2 separate regions of the Danio rerio genome follow, and region 2 is linked to region 1. A link is a contact called in public Hi-C data. All regions are on one chromosome and are shown on one strand. The core of a region is the stretch at or near the end of the contact, and the rest is flanking DNA. Distances in the headings are between cores, read along the strand shown. Region 1 holds the start of ebf3a (EBF transcription factor 3a). Region 2 overlaps ebf3a (EBF transcription factor 3a).

Region 1 (4,635 bases), core at 606-3,105:
GCAGTGTGTGACCGAAGCATGTTTAACTGAAACTTAAACATACACGTTATAAAATATACTAAATACACACAAACACACACACACACACGCACGCAAGAGAAAATATATAAATGTGCTTACCTGTTTTGTCATGGAATCAATTAACCGTACATAAAGATCCTGTTCTGTTCTGACGCCTGTGGGAAATTATTTGTGTTTTTCAATGTGGAAAAAGTCTTGTGAAGGAAAAAAAATCTACACAAAGTTTCCTCGGGGAAAAAAATCAGAATGTATTCCTGAAATGTACTATTTAAAATATTTATATATACTATAATCGAAGGTTTGCTTTATACTAGAAATACATTTGTGGAATAAACTGAACATATTTTAAGTAAACTAAATGTAAGTCAATATGACTCCACTGAGTGAAGAAAACACTTGTAAATCTACACAGAGAAATTTACACTTACCGTTGCTGTACAATAGTTGTAGTTTGTAATGTATCCCATTGTTAGTTTTTTCACTGTTAGGTTCCTGAAAATAAGCATTTGTTTGGGGTCAGATTGGCATTACTGGAATGCTGAGATTTTATTTTTGTATATTTATAAAATGCATGCATTTTGTCTGTATGCATGTTCTCCGAAACACATTTACGCTTTCATCCAGCAACTCTACTTCTAGTTTGTATCAATCCCCGGCAATAATGTGTGTAATGCATGTATCTATTTAGTTTAGTGTTTTGCTTTTCTGTGATATCCGTCAAAAGTGCTTTACGGCGCACGTGTTTCCAAAGATTCTAGATGTGGAACTTTTTTAGCTGAAAATTCAAAGCAGTATTCCAGAGTGGCGCTTACTTTCTCCTTTTCCACAAAGTCCACAAAAGCTGTCCTTTCGATCTCCACTGGCTGTCCCTGTCTGTCATAAAGCGCCAGGACGAAGTGGAAAAAATTGGATTTTCTGAGGTTGGATGGCGGTTGTTTCTCATAGTGCGCCCGTGCCAGACCAACTCCACTGCGGGGGAAAACAAGACACCAGTGTGGGTTAAAACAACAGGCGTACACACTTGAGATACAGATAGATGTAGATAGAATGAAAACATGGGAGAATTCTTGATTTGTCACTTAAACTGTAATATGATGTAATGAACAGGGGAAAGCGGCGAAGAGGTGCATGGGGAGAGTGTAATTGATACATGGCATATTGGGGATTTAGGGGTCGATCTGAGAAATGCATTAAAAAATCGGATGATTTGGCAAACGTACCTCTGGGCGGCCGTGTGCGCATCCACCACCCCAGCCGTGTGCATCCACGATCGGACCGGATTCATGCCACTGCCCAGCGGTTCCTCTTTCATAGTGGTTCCCCCTCTCGGTATATTTTCCTGAATACCAAACATTAAAACAGTTCGCGTGCAACCCACTTCCAGCCAAAGAGATGAAATGAGAGTGTGAGCGAGGGCGCGTCGTTTCTCCGAGAGCCCCTTCGGATAGCCGTGAGAGTTTGTTTGGGATTTGTCGAAAAGAAGAGAAGAGAAAAAAAAGCAGTCCCGACTCCTTCTTCAGTCCGTCCTGCGTTGGCACCACATGAACGATTCAGCGCGTAAAAGATTCTCAAGCCTCTCCAGCAGCTTGTTTGGATAGATGAGAGATCCTCCCGTGGAACAAGTCGCGCAAATAGCCGGGATATTCGACTTGTTTTAATTCAGTTAAACATTTCTTGCAACTTTCGCTTGTTGTTGTTGTTGTTGATGATGATGATGATGATGGTGATGATGCTCTTAGCTTGGTGGCATCCTATAACAACAGCATCAAAAAAGGCTTCGGGACACTGCTGAATCCACCACTTCTGGCTCCAAAAGACAAATAAACGCGTAAATGATCACCGTGGAGGTGTTCCCGGACACGGGAGAGGATGATGAGGGGCCTTTAGCGCGTCTTTGCAGAATGGATGGAAGCATACAAAACTCAACCCTCTATCCCCCAGGACTGGAACCTTTCCCGGGAGCCAAAAACTCCAGACCCACGGGATCCACGCTGTCAGAGGATGACGCGCACGTGGGCGGGGCTTTGCCCATACATGGAGAGGATTGACGCTTCCTGTCGCTGGGCTTTAAGCTTGGACCGTGAGTACGTACGCGAGTGGAGTCACTGCCGCTGCTGCTGCTTTTCCAGTGAACATCATGTCAAGTAATCATCAGAGAGGAACAAAAAAATGAATGATAATGAAAGCCGGCAAATAAAGCGCGCGGCGCGCAGGAACTATATATCCTGCGAGGTTAAAACTGCCATGCAAGTTTATAGAGTGCAAAAGAGGGGGGTGGTGGGGTTGGGGGGATAGAAATAATAACGATAATAATAATAAAAAAAGGAGCACTGACCACCCAATTCCTAGCAGCTTTCCAGAATTAAAAAGAAAACAGAAAGGCCATCGTCGCAATGACAGTGCCAAACGTCCCTGGCGCCTAATTGACAAACGCAAATCGATTCACCGGTTTCTCCTCTGATTACTCTCAAGTCGAGAAGGTGCACTGGCATTTTAAGACTAGATGCTCCTTATAATAAACACCCTGGGCATCTGCATAATGGCGTAATGCGCGCGTCCTAAATTATGGCAACATTGACTGCTCCAACCTAAAACACACTTTGCGTTCTGCGTTCGTGGAGCGAGCCGAGGCGATGCCAAACTCCTAGTCCTAGCGCGTACACGCGTTAATTTTGTAAATTATTGCAGAATTACATCTGAAACTGTGAAAGGACTCGGGGGAAACATTGCGTCCACCCTCTCCTTCTATGCGCAAGAAGTAGGATGTCTTTTGTAATAAAAATATAATCATTTATCGGGACAATAAGGGTCATTTTCTTTCTTTCATTTGCTAAGGTGCTCGTGTCTTCGATATTGGCAGACTCTGCATGTATGTTAATATTTGAATTAAAAGGAGAAAATGGAAGTCCGATGTTGGTTATCTGGGGACCATGTGCGCTGGAGGGAGGGATGGATGGATGGACGGAGAGAGGAGAAGAGAGATGTGTTTTACACAGCAATCTATTCTGCTAGTGTTGGGGGTTAATGACTATTGCCAAAGATAAGTGAATTATCAAAGCTGTTGCTCTTGCCTCGACTCAAAATCCATCACATTGCATCGTCGTCTAATTAAATACGTAAGTAATAAAATTATATTTTACGACAATTTAAGATTGATATGCTTTTTTTGTGTGTGTCTATGATTCGCATTGACTTTGATCTATGCATACGCTGAATGCCTGTGTGAACTAATGTTAAATGACACTCTAGCCATTGAATGATTATTGTAATTACTATTATTATTATTATTATTATTATTATTATTATTATTATTATTATTATTATACGTTCATCTTAATCTCGTGAAATGTTATTATAAATCATTGTTCTCAAAAAAAGAAAAAAAAATGACGCGTGTACTAATAAATCTAATGCATCCGGAGACCTATTTGGCATGTGCTGTTTTTTTTTTTTTTTTATTATCATTTAACGTTTGTATCAAATGATAATTTTGTTATTCTTGTATATTGCCATAATAAATATTTCAGGTTTGCTAACTCTAGGCCTAATCTGCAGTATCTCTAATACAGATTACACACCAAAGCGATTTCAATCTGATTACCAAATTAGGGTTTTAGTCTAAATCCCTTTAAATCTGATACTGTTGACTAGAGAAGTTCAACAATCCCATCGCGTAGGTAACGATCCCGTCCTAAAAAGGAGTTTTAAACCTTATTTGACAACAAATGCAGCTGCCCCTCTATTTTGGAAGATATTAGGCGAAAATGAATGCAAATCTGTGTTCAGAAGCCATCTGGCCGGAGACTGGAGAATCAGCTGCTCGCCTGAATCCATCTCGGCTCATTTCTGAGGCTCATCTGGAGCCCGGAGCCAAAGCGTGCAAAATGCGCTCTTTAATTCAGCAACTTTCACTCCACGCCGTTTGAAAATAAGGTGCGGGACAAATTTCTGTTTTATGACACGAAACATCCGGCATGTTTATTTGGAGAACGGCTTTAATTGCGTTTTTTTTTTTTTTTTTTTTTTGCATTTCGCAAGTGTCAGATGTCAGTTTTTGTTATGCAAAAAATGTGGAAGATTAAAAGCGCAGCTACAATATTGCATAAAACATTTTATGTAGAGAAAAAAGTTAGCCAATAATAATAATAATAATAATAATAATAATAATAATAATAATAATAAATATTCATGTATTAAATATTTAGATATTTAATTGTTGATTTTTATTTTTAAAATGTCGATGTAACATTATAATATAATAATCACTCTTATTTCTTAATTTTTGTTGAAAACATGACATATAAAAGCTTTATGTTTCTAACTGGAACCTTTATTTCTTTAAAGTGAACGCTGCGGATTGAGCTCTATTCTGTCTGCCCATGTTAGATCTTATTTGGGGAGATGTACTAACCGAGAGCGCAGGACAAAGGAAAAGTTAGTCATGCAGAAGGTGTGTGTGGGTTTGAATAAGATTTGTTCGGCGTTGCCAAGACCTCCCGAAGAAACGACCCTCCTCCTTATTGTGTGTGAAGTGTTCCTTTTGTGTGAATTTACGGGGTGAGGCTCCAATGATCCCCAACAAATTTGCATTTAAATAGCGACATCAACCGATTC
Region 2 (4,635 bases), core at 2,096-4,595, 63 kb before region 1:
CGCCTCTGTCCCAGCATCACAATGCCCTGCTATTGCCGCAATATTTACTTCAGGGGAATTGCGACACGTGGCGTATTTATCTTCATGAAAAATGAGCATCTGAAATTGAAATCACCTTTTGAATGGGGCGCAGATACAGCCCGCCACTAATATGCTTCATGAACTATAAAATTTAGTCACACGGTACGGCTGTATTACTGCCGAGGGTTTAGTGCACGCACACACATACACACACAGACACACATCAGGCAAATTTTCCCCGTGTTAAGCTGCCGCGAGCTCCGGCAGTTGATTCAGTGTGATAGTCATTACGCTTACATGACGGTACAAGTCAGCCCTGTCAGATTTATGCCCCTCTCCTCCGTTTCTGCTTTAATCTCACCCTCAATAAGCTATTTGCACTTGCTGCCTCACGCAGGCAAATTGAAATAGGGTGCAAATTTGCGGGTCTTAAATCTGAACAAGTACAGACACATATTTTTCACCTGCCTCCCCTCATTTTCTCACAAGTAAACACAATACGCGTCCTCCGTCATGCATTTATGCCTCCGAAAAAAGATTTGTCTTTCTTCTCATTCTCGCTCTCTCTCTCGCTTTCTCTCCGCCAAAATAATACGCTGCTAAACAGCTGTCGGCTAAATCCATGAATGCTTGCGTAACTCGACAGAAAACAACATTTCCTCTTTAAAAAATAAATAAATAAATATCATAAATCTCGCTGATTGGAATTTGCATGGCAATTATGCTTTCTAAAACACTTAGTGCAATGTTGCATGAATCCCCTCTTAAAGAAATTAGGGTGATGATGGTGCCGCTTTTTGGGAAGCGCAATACAAAGCAGGTGTTATGAATGAGAGCGCAGGTATATTTCCCCAAACGCTACGTGACATTTTGTGGACGTTTACGAAAGGATTGGTCTACAGTCGGGTCTGGAAGTCACTTGAGGCCTTTAGCTTTAAGTTTGGCTGGAGTGAGGAAAACCACTGGAAGTTGGTTTAAACTGAAAATGAAAATTCTGTCATCTTTTACTCCCCTTTACACGAGCCAATGTTTATTTAGAAAAAGCTGGAAAAAGTTTCTCTAACTATGGAAGTCAGTGTTTCCTCTAGGATTTTTTTCCAGCCTTGGTGGCAGGCCTTTTACACAGATCTTCCAACTACCTATGGTGTTATTTCAATGATAAATATTGTGAGCACAGTATTACAAAGTCCAGATCATATTCATGTAACACACGAGCATGTTTGTCTTTGTTTGTGTGCTGATTTCCTCTGTTCATACCCAAAACTTGCACGCCCTTAAAAAAAAGGCTGCTCAAGCACAGATTCTCTTCAGGGTTTCCGTGGGGTCTTAAAAACTATTCAAAGTTGCTAAACTAATGTACAGAAATTTAAGGCCCTTGAAAAGTCTTAAATTTTATTTTGCAAGGTATTAAATTTTATAATATTTTTGATTTTGAAATCTATGGTTGTGTGCTAAAGTTGCCTGAATTAAATCTGCAAATATTAGGATGCTGTGTAGTTTATGAAATTAATAAAACCCTGCTAGATTTGCTGCTTTGTTTACCACAGTAACGAAGCCAACACCATTATTTTTGTAGTTCTATACACTGAATTAGCTATATTAAATAGATTTTTATTCAGTATATGAATAATGTTTTAGTTTTAGATTACATTAATATTTAGTAAATATACTGTAAGGTAAATGTCGCCATTGTTTCCAGTTGAAACCTAAAGTGGTTATAACGTCTTAAAATGTATGGAAAGAGTCTTAAAAAATACCTTAAAAGGTATTGAATTTCACTCTCTGATTCCTCTATATACTCTGTTCTTGTGCGCTCTCAAATGAACACTACTGAAGTGCGAAGTGAAGTGTATGTGACGAGTATGTCTCCAATATTTATTGGATTTGGTACGAATATTTATGAATATCTCTAATAGACCTACAGATTGGCATTGATGCATCTTGAAGTAAAGTGAAACGGCTATAAACGATTATAGAAAAGGTGGCTCTGTTATAATTCAGTTACATTTTTAGTTTGGTTATCAACGTTTGGTTGACTATAACCCACTATAAACATTTTTTTTTTTCAATTTTAAAAATGCAGCGACTGAAGGTTTTGAATGAGAAGATGTAATGTAGCCGTGGCGGGATGAATTTTGGTGTGACACCCTACCATTGAAGAATGAATGTCGTGAAAACTATTTAAGTCGATAGCTAAGTTTCCGTCCACCGATTTTATGCGATTTTATTTAATATTCATTTGGAGATGCACCTAAAAAAAATGGTTGATAGAAACACCAAGATGTGCATAAATCTTTTAACTGTATATAACTGAGGATAAACTTTTTATTCGATAGGAAAAGATGCACATAAACTACGATGGAAACACTTTTACTGAACAAACTCCAGTGTGTGTATTAAATATAACTTTGTTTTAAGCGATCATGTGATGATAAAAATGTGTGCTAATGGACAAACCAGCAGGCTGAGCACACTGTAAAACATTTGAAATGTTGTTTTGGTCATTCTAAAATTCCATAACTATCTCAATATTAGTGTTATTATATTAGTAATGACCTCCAGAATTAGGAGCATCTTTGCTCTGACATCACCGCGTGTTCACTGTGTGTCAGGATTGTCTTCTGAGGTGCAAGTCATTTATTAAATAAAGAAAAGATTCATGCTGCTTCTCTTAAAGCAGCAAATTGCATTTTTCCAGTTGATATTTGGCGCCAGATAATCTGGAATTTTTAACTCATGGGATGGAAACGCTGCCTTATTTCCACATCTTGAAAGTTAATCCACAAGTTTGGATGGAAACATAACTAATGGAGCTAATAGCTGCAAGTTTTCAGATGTCTTCAATATATATATATATATATATATATATATATATATATATATATATATATATATATATATATATATATATATATATATATATATTGTGTTTAACAGAATAAAGAAACTTATTAAAGTCTGGAACCACTTGAGGGAGGTAAATGGTGAGCACATTTTCATTTTTGGGTGAACTATCCCTTTAAGCTAATAGAAAATACATGCTCCCAATGAAGCAAAACTGAGATTTTGTCTGCTTAATTTTTACGTACATAGCAAATGCGTCTAAAAAAGGACAACTTGCAACAAGCATAGAAAAAAAAGCATTTTTGCTAGTACTTTAATACTTTTGCACCACACTGGATATCCAGACTGCTCTTGAGCGAGTGGATATAGATGTAGAGGCGCTAGACTGGCTGATGTGGTGATGGTACAGATATATGGGGCCCAGACTTTGGCCTTTGACAGCGGTAAAGCAGGAAGTCGGCGCAGGGTGAGTCTGATGTGTGACCTTCGGCCTCTGCAGCTGTTCCGCGGAGTGATTTATCTTAATACGCATCCGTCTCTCAGTCAAGTACACCCTGACCCAGGGCTGCTCGGTGCCACCACAAAACACTTATTTCATAAGACTGACAGAGGCTGAGAAAAGAGAGAGAGAGTGGGAGAGAGTAAGAGATGATAACCCTGGTCTATTTATCACTGCCCAGACAAGAGGCTCTGATATGAACAGATCTGAACACAAGTGTGTGTGTGTGCTGCAAGGTTGTGCGGAAATATAATGTAGAATGGCTTTAAATTCAGTGGAGATCTGCTCAATTTGTATTGAGGTAGTGATTTGAATGTAAGGAAATGTAACGGGAATTAATACAAATTTGTAAAAACTAATAAATTAACTCTAATGCAGTGTTTCTCAACCATGACCACCAGTTCTGCACATTTTCCATGTCTCCCTAATCAAACACACCTGATTCAGATCATCAGCTCATTAGCAGAGACTAAAAGACCTGTATGGAGTGTGACAGACAAAGGAGACATCCAAAATATGCAGTGTTGTTGGTCCTCCAGGAACGTGGTTGAGAAACACTGCTCTAAATGGTTAAATAACAGTTAAAGCCTGAGTGGATAGGACATGTCCGAGACTTTTATTTCAGTATGTTAACATACTCTCAATCTGCTTAAGTCAAGTTGTGATATATCGGTGACATGAAATATTGTTTTAGGGTCAAGCCGCTACTCATTTAAATTGAGAAAATATTTGTTTATAATTACTTTTTAGTCAAATTACACAGTAATTAAGTGAATTTTATATAAAACCGTGGTTTACACATCAGTTTCTGGACTTGCTGCATTACAAACATCTCTATTTTAACAATTTATAAAAAATGTATCACTTTCCGGCCATCGGATATTAGGCACGGACATATATATTGCGATCGTGATTTTTTAAAGTATTACTTTGTAAACGTTTATTATTACCATATGATGAGTCTCGCCATACAGTTTGATATAGCGCTTGGACCCGGAAGCCGATTTAACAAGCGAATATTGAGTAGGAGGTGGGGCTTTTTTTTTGCACATCATTCACTTGTGGCAAACTAACGGTTAGAGGGGCGTGGCTATGAATATTGTAGCTGAAACCATCACACTGATGTCATAAGAGGACAGTCAAATTGTTCAACTTTAAAGTTGACCAAAATTATTATTGTTTTTTGTGGATTAATTGCACAAATTAATTATTTATCTAAATAATAGCAATGTACATAAAAAATAAACATAGTCAATTTTGATTTCACACTT

What was found. A called contact is a pair of places that touch in the nucleus more often than the background predicts.
Region 2: a contact with region 1 is called in a Hi-C map of embryo, with 1.8 times the contacts expected there. The contact joins the enhancer-like site here to the promoter of ebf3a in region 1. A contact is called at or near these places in 2 of 18 Hi-C or Micro-C datasets (embryo and gastrula embryo).

Annotation. Positions count from the first base shown.
Region 1 is chr12:44,515,065-44,519,699 of GRCz12tu, reverse strand. It overlaps ebf3a (EBF transcription factor 3a), which reads right to left and starts at 1,855. Exons shown (of 16, transcript NM_001080602.1): 1 at 1,242-1,855; 2 at 834-990; 3 at 450-513; 4 at 121-176. The coding sequence starts at 1,375.
Region 2 is chr12:44,580,036-44,584,670 of GRCz12tu, reverse strand. The region is part of intron 6 of ebf3a (EBF transcription factor 3a); the gene reads right to left. Among named protein-coding and RNA genes, the nearest start is that of ebf3a, 65 kb to the right of the region's middle. Within about 2 kb of position 3,345, at least 14 of the 62 cell types and tissues checked have an H3K27ac peak or open chromatin away from gene starts, as enhancers often do.